4 separate regions of the Sus scrofa genome follow, and regions 1, 3 and 4 are each linked to region 2. Evidence: chromatin contacts called from public Hi-C data. All regions are on one chromosome and are shown on one strand. The core of a region is the stretch at or near the end of the contact, and the rest is flanking DNA. Distances in the headings are between cores, read along the strand shown. Region 1 has its middle 430 kb from the start of MYC. Region 2 has its middle 110 kb from the start of MYC. Region 3 has its middle 390 kb from the start of FAM84B. Region 4 overlaps LOC106509954 (a long non-coding RNA gene).

The links. Hi-C and Micro-C count contacts between places; a contact is called where the count stands out from the background.
Region 1: a Hi-C map of embryonic fibroblasts shows a contact between it and region 2, with 1.8 times the contacts expected there. A contact is called at or near these places in 2 of 47 Hi-C or Micro-C datasets (embryonic fibroblasts and fibroblasts).
Region 3: a contact with region 2 is called in a Hi-C map of embryonic fibroblasts, with 1.8 times the contacts expected there. A contact is called at or near these places in 2 of 47 Hi-C or Micro-C datasets (embryonic fibroblasts and mesenchymal stem cells).
Region 4: a Hi-C map of embryonic fibroblasts shows a contact between it and region 2, with 2.2 times the contacts expected there. A contact is called at or near these places in 2 of 47 Hi-C or Micro-C datasets (embryonic fibroblasts and fibroblasts).

Annotation. Positions count from the first base shown.
Region 1 is chr4:12,886,487-12,889,186 of Sscrofa11.1, reverse strand. No RefSeq gene overlaps it. Among named protein-coding and RNA genes, the nearest start is that of MYC, 430 kb to the right of the region's middle.
Region 2 is chr4:12,565,030-12,567,729 of Sscrofa11.1, reverse strand. No RefSeq gene overlaps it. Among named protein-coding and RNA genes, the nearest start is that of MYC, 110 kb to the right of the region's middle.
Region 3 is chr4:13,053,099-13,055,798 of Sscrofa11.1, reverse strand. No RefSeq gene overlaps it. Among named protein-coding and RNA genes, the nearest start is that of FAM84B, 390 kb to the left of the region's middle.
Region 4 is chr4:12,825,165-12,827,872 of Sscrofa11.1, reverse strand. LOC106509954 (a long non-coding RNA gene) reads right to left here. Exons shown (of 5, transcript XR_001308004.2): 5 at 1-2,500. Among named protein-coding and RNA genes, the nearest start is that of MYC, 370 kb to the right of the region's middle.

The DNA.
Region 1 (2,700 bases), core at 152-2,651, 320 kb before region 2:
AAAAATAAATCTGGTTATTTCTGTTTCAAATCCATATAATGGTCAAATTTAAGAAAAATATGTTGACAAAGAAAGAAAAATGGCCTCAAAGAGAAACATTCATTGAATTTTCTTTCCTCTCTCCCTCTCATTTAAATTAAACTCAGTAAATACTGAGTAACTCCTATATGTCAATCTGGGAATAATACAGCTTTTAAAAATGTTGCTAAGGGAGTTCCCTTGTGGTACAGTAGGTTAAGGATCTGGTATTGTCACTACAGTGGCTCAGGTCACTGCTGCGATGTGGGTTTGATCCCTGGCCTAGGAACTTCCACATGCTGTGGGAGTGGCCAAGAAGAAAAAAAATATTGCTAAGATTATGGGTGAAAAAAAGATTGTAGGTGAAAAAAAAATAATTTAGTTTATCTTGTTTTGTTTATAGATTTATAAGCTACTTTAAAATTTTTTCTGAAATAAGGTTAGAAGAATAAAAACTAAATAACACAGGTGTAAAAATAAAGTATTAAAATAGCAACCCTCTATAAAATTAGAAAACATTCATAAGATAACTTTTTTAACCTACCATTGTCACCTAATACAGGTAGAAATCAAATTTCCCTTTATTTAGAGAAGATTCTGCTATAAATATTAACAAAACAATATGTGTGCATTTTCTACTTTTATTTTGGTTAATAGTAATAGCCACGACATTGAATGATTACTGTGTACCCGACACTAAAATAAATATTTTTCATATGTTGTTATTTCATCCTTAGAAACTCCTGAGAAGTAGACCTAAGTGGTCCCATTTTAGAGATGAGAACACTGAGCTCAGAGGGGATAATCCTATAACTAGAAAGAGGTCGAGCTGGGATTTGAACCCACCTGACAAAAGACTGTGCTTTAAATTATTGCATTTTCCTGATTTCCAAGGATGATTAAATCCTTCCCCAGAACGCAAGTGCTCTGTGACTTCTAACCAGCATCTCCGCTGGGTACCAGGTTTGTTCTAAAATGAGAAAGGGCCCTCAGCATCACACATGGAAATCCACATTCCTTACATGGATTCATTCAAAAGCACCCAGATTTCACAAGAGGAAGTGATGAGGCATTTTTCTGAGGTGTTGAAATCCTTCCCTCTATGAGTCACCAATAGAAAGAAAAAAAACAAAGCTCTGAAAATTCCTCAAAGGTAAAGGTAGCCTTTCTTCTCCCAAAGTTCTAATATGGTCCCAAGAGGAAATAAAAGCTTGCATAATTTAGGCCCCAGTGATTCTTCTTTCATTCTTATTAACTGCAAATCTTTGCCACATTTTTCTTTACTAATTGGTTAAATGCTTAAGCTCCTGAGTCACTGGGCCGTCTACTGGTTAGAGCTTGTTCTTGCTCTTCCACCCTGAAATGGAACTTAGAAGGAATTAGGCACCAAGATCCCACAGTCACATTGTGAAAGCAAGCCAGCGATGAAATCAACCCCCGCCGAGAGGGATGGACAGGCGTGAGCATTGAAACCAATGAATGCTGAGTCAAGGCTTTCAGATATGTTGCCAGTGGGAAGAAGATAGAAAAATTCTGTTTCTTCAGTTATGCATATATGCACTCTTCCCTCCAGAGCTCTGGGTTTCATACCGGCCCTCGTGTCCTTGTTACATTCAGGAGCGCAGCTCTGTGGAACCTGTTAGTGGAAAATAGATTTGAACTTCTCTCCAGTGGTGGTGGAGCCAGACACAAGATCAGCTTTCCTGCTCTGAGTGGCTTAAGGAGGCTCTGAGAAGCCAGAAGATTGTCAAGGCCACAGACGCTGAGAAAACCAACTGCACACTCCTTGAGGCACGAAAGGACTTTAGCCATAAGCGTGTACAAGAGGTGGGAAAGTGGCCTCTTCTAGAAAAGTCTCAGCTTCAGCTACTTCATTTCACACTACGCAGTGCCAGGCAAAGCTCCGTGTAGGTTCTCCATTAATCACTGTCATGTAAATCACAGGAAAAAAGCTATGAGGAGCATCCACTAGCTGTATCTATTGATACAAACTCCTTATACAGCCTTCCACTGATCAGTCCCGGCATACTTTTCCAAAGCTTGTCTCCCCTTTACTCATCAGCAGTGTAGCTGCCAGAATGTTCACAGTTCCCCAGAAGCTGTATTCCGTCATGCTTCTCTCATTTACATTCTCCATCCTTCCCTAGACACCACTGTCTTCCTAAATATCACACCTGACTATGTCGCATGCATGCACACACCCCACATTAATCGGAATCTCCACCTGTGGGTGTAGAATGGAATCCAAGCCCATTAACCTGGCATAAAAGACCCTTCTCAATCCAGTTTCAACCTGCTCCCCCAGAATCATCTCCACTCTCCTCTTCATCTTCTCCCTTCCCTGATGTCACCACAAAATCATCTTATATTTGTCACCATTCCCAGGGGATACCAAACTGAACGCTGTACCTTTGTGAACTAAGGCTTCTCCACCTGATGTTGTCATCTCCTCTGTCTCTGCCGAGAAGATTCCTTCCCACCTTCCATCAGGTAGTCCTCATAGCTCTTCTGAGAAGCCCTTTCCAACGCCCCAAGATGGAGTCTTCCAAGAAAAAGCAGCTTTCTTAATTCACACATCTCACTACTACACTGAAATAGCTTAACTGCCCATCTCCTTATGAATCTGTGTATTTCTAGAAGACAGGGATCATTTTCTATTTCTGATTCTCCAGCACCTAACCC
Region 2 (2,700 bases), core at 35-2,534:
TTTTATCTTCCACCCCAGGTACAGTGCCTAGGAAGCTTTCAATAAGTGTGTTATTTATTGTATACATTGAATGCACAAATTGAATGAATCATTGATTCATTCCTATAATCTTCACAGATTTGCCAAATAAATATTATTATTATCACCTTATAAATGAAAAAGGAGATAAGTCTGGTGTGGGGAAACCACTTCTCCAAAGTCACATAGTTAGTGAGTAGAAGAATCAGACAACCAGATAAGGCCTCTTCTGAAAGCATTTTCAGCTAAAACCCAAAAGATGAGAAGGAGGTTGCTCAGGGAAGAGAATTCTCATTCTCGGGAGAGGGAACAGCCCCGGTGAAGGCTGTGAGGTGGGATAGAGACCAGCGTGTTGGAGGAGCAAAGAGAAGGCCAATGTGGCCTGAGCACATAGACCATGGCCCAAGATGGCCTTGCGGGGTGGGGGAGGGGTTGAGCAAGTGGGAGAGTATGAGCTTCAGTCCAGATCTGGGATTTTATTCTAGGCACAAGGGGAAGACTTGGAAGCATTTTAAGCAGAGAAGAGACACAATTCAAATTTCATCTTGCTGCTGTTTAGGGAATGGCCAGGGAGAGAGAGATAGGAGTAACCTCTAAAAGGTTGTCATAGGAAGAAGCCCAGGCAGGAGTTCCCGTCGTGGTGCAGCAGAAACAAATCTGACTAGTGTCCATGAGGATGTGGGTTTGATCCCTGGCCTTGCTCAGTGGGTCAGCAATCCAGCATTGCCGTGAGCTGCGGTGTAGTTCGCAGACGCAGCTCGGACCCTTCATTGCTGTGGCTGTGGTGTAGGCCGGCAGTTGTAGCTCCGATTCAACCCCTAGCCTGGGAACTTCCATATTCCACTAGTGTGGCCCTAAAAAGCAACAACAAGAACAACAAAAAGTCCAGGCAAGCACTGATGTGGTTGGTCCCAGGTTGAGGGTAGTAGAGATGGAATCAAGTGAGCGAGTGGGAAAAGTTTAATTAGTGGACCCAGTAGACCGTGCTGATGGTTGGTGGGGAAAGTTATAGAAAGGGGAAAAATGAAACTGTCTTCTAGCCTAAGCTATTCCTGAGACTTTAAAGTCTAGATAAATGCAGGTAGAGAGAAGATTAAAAGACTAGTTTGGGGCATGTTAAGGTTGAAAGCCTTGTGAGACATCCAAGTGGAGGTGTCAGGATGAGACCTAGGGGCTGGCTGGAGACCTGCCTTAGAAAGTCCTTCCCGTAGGGGTGGTTCTGACAGCTTGGCAGAGTATGACATCACTAAGGTCTGGGCTAGAGTCTGGGTGAGTTCAACAGTGTAAGAAGTGGCCAAACCCTGGGGAACACTAAGATTGAGAGGCTGGGAGGAAGAAGAGAAGAAGGAGGAGAAAGAGAAGAAGCAATTAATCACCAAGGAGGAAAACCAGGATGGGTTTGGGATGTTCCAAAAATCAGTCAGAATGACCATCATTGAAAAGTCTATAAATAATACATGCAGGAGAAGATGTGGAGCAAAGGGAACTCGCCTACACTGTTGGTGGGAATGTAAATTGGTTTAACTACTGTGGAAACCAGTCTGGAGTTTCTTTTTAAAAACTAAAAGTAGGGAGTTCCTGTTTTGTCTCAACAGTAGCAAACCTGACTAGTATCCATGAGGAAATAAGTTTGATCTCTGGCCTCACCCAGTGGGTTAAGGATCCAGCATTGCCGTAAGCTGCAGTGGGGGTGGCAGACATGGCTCAGATCCTGCATTGCTGTGGCTGTGGTGTAGGCCAGCGACTGCAGCTCCGATTTGACCCCTAGCCTGGGAATTTCCATGTGCCACAGGTATGGCCCTAAAAAGACAAAAAAAAAAAAAAAAAAAAAAACACCAAAAAATAGTTACCATATGATTCAACAATCCCATGCCTGGGCATATATCCAGAAAAGATGGAAACTCTGACTAGAAATGATACATGCACCCCAGTGTTCATTGTAGCACTATTTATAGCAGTCAAGATATAGAAGCAACCTAAATGTGTACACACACACACACACACACACACACACACACACACACCAGGGAAATAGATATTTCCAGGTAATATAATGAAATATTATATTCCAGGTAATACAACGGAATATTTCCCAGTCATAAAAAAGAATGAAATATTGCCATTTACAGCAACATGGATGGACCTAGAGATTGTCCTGCTAAGTGAAGTAAGTCACACAAAGAAAGACAAATATCATGTGATCTCATTTACGTGTGCAATCTAAAATAATAATACATGAGTTCCCATTGTGGCTCAGCAGAAACATACCTGACTAATATCCATGAGGACCCAAGTTCGATTTGTGACGGGTTAAGTATCCCATGTTTCTGTGAGCTGTGGTATAGGTCATAGATTTGGCTCAGATCTGACATTGCTGTGGCTGTGGCGTATTAGGCTGGCAGCTGCAGCTCCAATTCGACCCCTAGCCTGGGAACCTCCATATGCTGTGGGTGCGGCCCTAAAAAGAAAAAAAAAGTTAAAAAAATAATACAAATGAACTTATTTACAAAACAGAAACAGGACTCACAGATATAGAAAACAAACTTATGGTTACCAAAGGGGAAAGCATGGAGGAATAAATGAGGAGTATGAGATTAACAAGAGAAAAAGAAGGAATGGAATGAGGAGAAGAAACTGGCATTGACCCAAAGGACACAGATGTCTAGAATTGGAAGGTCAAGT
Region 3 (2,700 bases), core at 24-2,523, 490 kb before region 2:
TATTGAATTGGAGTCAGACCAAAGGGTATAATCAAGAATAGCATAGAAATTTTATTTTTAAAAAACTGCTAAAAATTCCTCAATTTCATAAAACACTTAAATTTATTGATTTATGAAGCACAGTAAATCTCAAAACAGGACAAATACAAAGAAAACACATAGGCACATTATAAATAAACAACTGAAAACCAAAGATAAAGATAAATCTATAGATCAGCCAGAGAAAAAGAATGCATTGCTTTTAAGACAGCATTTAAGTGACAGCTGACTTCTCATCAGACACTATGGAGGTCAAAAGACAAAAACATGATCTTTAAAATGCTGATAAAAAAGAAAAAAACCTGTCAACACAAAAATCTGTATCTAGTGAATCAAATAAATATGAAAGTAAAATATTCTACTGGAATTTCATCTATGGGTAGTCTCCAGAATCAACAAAAGGGAGAAACAGCCAAACCTCAGGAATAGTAACCAAGGAAATAGAATCTCACCAAGGAATGTTTTAAAGTTGATATTCTTTCGGCTGCCTTTTGTACAAATGTGACTTCACTAAACACCAGAATATTAGGGTGACAGAGAGAGGAGGGGTATGTTTTTATCTAGTGGCAGCTCTAGAAACTTGGGTGGTAAAGAAGTAAAGCCTCCAATTTCAACTTCAGGGAGGTGCTGTGACACAATGTAAGGTGCATGGGCTTTGACAGTGGACATGTCCGGATCTGAGTCCCAGCTCTGCTGCTTATTAACACTGGTACTTTGGAGAAGTTACTGAACATGCCTCAGCATCAGTTACAAGATGAGCTCGGTTGACACGAGGATTAGAGAAAATGTAGACAAAGCACCTGGTACATGGTAGGTAGTAACTTCCATGGGTTACACCAATCTTTGAGTCATCAACTATTGTTTATTTCACTTCCCACACTTTTGGGGAGGGTTCCTTGGATACCACCTGTGTACTCCCTAAGTGTTACCCAATGGTACCCTAGGGGTCAAAACAGGTTAATACTCTTCCTAACATGTCCTGTCCTTCCAGAGATTAAATAGAGGATTTATCAGAAGGCAAGGGAAAGTAGCCTTTAAAAGAAAAGTCATTAGGAGCTGGCCTACTGGTTGTATTCCAGCAAGAAGGATGAGTCACCTCTTCCCTGCAAACATGTATGTGTAAATACAGGGAAAAGTTAAGCAACTCTCTACTCTTGCCTTATTCTGCTGTGGCCCTAACCTGCTGCCATAGTAGCAGCTTGTGAAATGGTGAAAAATGCAATGATCGCATGACCTAATTCAGGCGTAATGCCTCAAGTGGGAAACATGTGTGGGCCTCTCTCTTTCCCACGCAGAGCCTAGAACAATCAGCAGGGATTTTGAAACAGGTCCCTGTGGAAATGAATCCAGGGCTGTACACCTACTCATTACATAACTTGAGGTTAAGGAAGCAAAGCCCCGTGGAGGGTGTGCCTGGGTATGCAAGCCAGAGAGATACGCACAAGATACCAGAGCCCTACCCTAGCCTGACTAAGCAGAAAAAGAAAGCTAGAAATGGCTTCTTTATCGCAACTGGCCAGAATGTTCTCTTCTGAGGAGGGCCCAGTGAGAGAAGGGAAGAGGTTGACATCTGGGAGCATCGACTATATGTTAGAAAACAGGCTTGATGATTTTGCTAGTGTACCTCAGGTTTCACAACAGTTCCTGTTTTTTAAGCTGAGCATTATGAGGTCACAATCCTCAGGTCATGGTGAGAAACTGAAGCTCAGAAAAGTGAAATCAAATTCCTGGTGAATGGCGGGGATGAGCTCACAAGTGATCTCTATGTGAACATAGATCCACGATTTAGCTGTCCTCTTGCTGGAGTGGGAAAGGAACACGGCCAGGCTCTAGTTCTGTTTGGCTCTGTCCCAGCAAGGGACAGTGAGATGAGAAATTGCCATTGACCTTCGCGTTATGGGCATCCACAGCCCACCAGGAATGGATTTGCTTTCAGCTGTATATTTTTTTGGAGGAAAAAAAAAAAAAAAAGTGTGTACCACCCCTAGTGTCCAAAAAGGAGAAGGGGCTTATGCATTTGTTACAAAGAGTAAACATTGGAGGTTCCTAAGCTTACCTTCATCTTTGCACAGAATTCTCAATGAGAAAGAAGACAGTAGACTCAAAAGCTTAAGGTCTTTGCAGTATTATCCAGGTACAATAAGTTCTTTTCTTAATATTTATTTTTCAATCTTGACAATGTGATGATCATGAAAGGATAATTTAGCCATTGTGTACTGTCCAATCAAACCAAAGAATGGGTGGTCCACATTTTAAGATATTTTTTCCTGCCTGTATGCATTTATTTGCTTATTCAAACACAATAAATATTTCCTGATTGTTATATGTCAGCCCTTATGGTCTTGTCGGAAATGGCAGAGATCACTAAGGCATAAACGTGTCCTTAAGAGATTTTTAGTCTAGTAGTGAAAACAACTTGACTTGGACATGATACAGATACATGCAGGACATTGGGAGAAGCCAGAGGGCAGGCTCCTCCAGGGGTGGAATCTGACAGTTCTTCTAAGAAGTGATAACAGTTCTAGAGCTGCAAGACAGGGGACTGCACCTGCTGGACCCAAGGAGAGATAGGGAAGGACAGTGCCTCAAGCAGAAGGATGACCACATGCAAAGCAAAGAGTCTTGAAAGAGTTTTACGCTTTTGGAAAAAAGCAAGTAATC
Region 4 (2,708 bases), core at 198-2,697, 260 kb before region 2:
GTGGTGGCCTAAAGCCCTGCTATTCTTGAGCCACTGAGCCAGCATTAGACATCTTGCCACGTGCAATAATTATGTCTTCATTATTCTAGCTTGACTCTTAACGTTACTTGGAGCTGAAACCATCCCCAGCTTCCAGCTTACCAGAAAATGTGACATTTAAGCTGATCCTCCTGAATTACTAAACTTTTGAACTAAACCCAGCATCTTATTTATATCTCTCCTACAGCATATATTTCCTTGTAGTTTGCATAACTGCCATTCGTACAATTCTCTAAGTTCCGCTAACAGACCGTTGTCCTCCAGGGCAGGAATCATGGCATATTATTTTTAATATCTCTGGGGCCTACTAGAGTGTCAGGCTACCATCAGTGTATAACTGCTCAGTAAATAACTACTGAATTAAATGAAGGTAGTGGTGATGGCACCATTATTCGTGGTCATGGTGAATGTGGCACTGGTGCAGCTAGAATGGTAGTTTTTGGTGGTTGAGTTCTGGAGGGTGATGGTCCTGATGGTGTGGATAGTTGTGGTGATGCCAGGGGTAGTGCCAGTGATGGTGGAGGTGGGAGGGTTCCGTAATGGTGGTTGTAGCAGCACAGCAATCATGATAATCCAGGTGACTGTTGAGCCTGGTTCAGCGGGAGGGATGCTAAAGTATCTAAGAGTGATATAATTTTGATAACAAGGGAAAACTTGATGACAACCCTGATTTTCAGTCTGTGCCACAATTGTCGGGAGGAAACAGTAGATGTTCCCTGACACACTTGGGGATCTATGGATAGAGAAGCAGAGGCTATTGGGAGAGATTTTGTCAAGGAACAGAAAGGATGGCCTCTGGGATGTCCTTCTAGCTGATTCCCCAAATGCGTCTTTGCCCGAGGACCGATGTTTTTGAAGGTATTGAGCAATGAATAGGAAAGAAGAGAGATAAACAGTCACACCCAAAGTGACTTCCCACTCCTCATTGTCTCCTGCAAAGAAAAGGAATTCAAGGAAGAGGGTTCCTTCCAAAGAAAACATTCTGTGCACCCAGGCAGCCTGCTTTGGCTCCCCCAGTAGCCAGCAAGCTGACTCACGGACATTCAGGCAGCTCCCTGGAGCCAGCGAATTATAAAACCAACATTCCAGGCAATCAAATGACTGGGGCTGGAGGGGGTGAGGAAGTGGAAGTGGCCCACATGGCTCACTTTCTAGAAAGCAGGTTCTGAGAATGTCTTTCTGTGTGCTAAGATTCAGATCTCACTCCTCCAACGGGATAAAGCCTGCCCATAGCATGCATAGGCTCAGGGAATTAAAATGCTTCAGGCTTAGTTGAAAGCTTATTATACTTAAGTCCACAAAAATTAGGTACTTCTCAAGCTTATTTACCATGCACCATATTTAAACCACCTCCCTCCTGCTTTTGTTCTGTAAATAACTGTTCCCAAACCAAACTGCCTATCAAACAACAAACCAATGATTCAGTTAATAATTATAAACTCAAACAGTTCGGCACACGCCCACACGCAAGGGAACTAGATATCACTTGCCTGAAATATTTGACAATGATACAAGAAAGCGAACGGGGCTACGTGAACACAACAGTCATGTTAGGAGCTGTTGGGGAAGAGGTAAGAGCAGGAGCATTGTATTCTTGAATGAAACTGTGCCTAAGCCGTTCCAGTTGCTTCTTTCCCACACAAGCTCAAGCCTACATCTCAGAGAAACATCAGATCCCTTCACTTCCTTGTGCTTTGCTCCAAGAATTAGTGAGTCATGTTTTAAGCACAAATTCTTAACATAGGTGCTACCAGGGAACAAAGGAAAACAAAACGCCTCATTCTTTTATTCATCTTTTGAAAGGAAACTCATGGTGGAAACATTTGTATAACATTCCATTTATATAACAGGAGAAAGATCAGCTGGAGGAAAGACCAGCGCAGCTGAGGAAGGGGAGCAAGTGTGTTTTCTTTTCACAGGGCTTCACCCCTCTTAAGCTAACAGCTCATAACACCCTATCGCAGCTTCTGGGCCAGCCGGGAAATGTGAACGTCCATCGCGAGACAGTGAGGTGGGGGAAGACAGCAGGAGAGCTGAAATCATTCAGCAGGGATTACGAATGTTTGCAAGCATGGGCTCCGGAGTCAGGCAGCCTGGGGTCAGATCCTGCTCCTTCCTGGCTGTGTGGCCTTGGGCGGGTTGCTGAACCTCTCTGTGCCCTAGTGTTATCATTGGCAAAATGAGGCTCATAAAATCTACCTCCTAAATAGCCTCTGTAAAAGCGTGTCCGATACCTCAATCCAGTTCAGTCAGGCCCCAGAAGTCCAGTTCTGGGTTGTCCTCTTGGACTGGTCATTGTATTCCTCTTAGTGTCAGGGCCTCACCTTTCCTTGGATGTCATATATTCACCACTGACGGAAACATTACAGAAGTGTTCTGAAAATGGGAGAAGTCATTGGACACCAGCCATAGGTCACACGCGAATCCTCAGTGTTAATCAAGCATGGCTTTCTCTGTGACCCTGCGAGGGAAAAGAAGAAGGATGTAGGTCATCTGAACTTCTTATAGCCCGTGTACCTTGGAAATGTTGAACAACCTTGATCACCATCTTCAAGTCAGTTTATTAACATCCTACTTGTCTTGATCCTTTTCATTGTGAATATTGTATTTAGACAGGGCTCTGGATGCAAACAGGCAAGACTTTAATTATAGATTTTCCACTCTGTGCC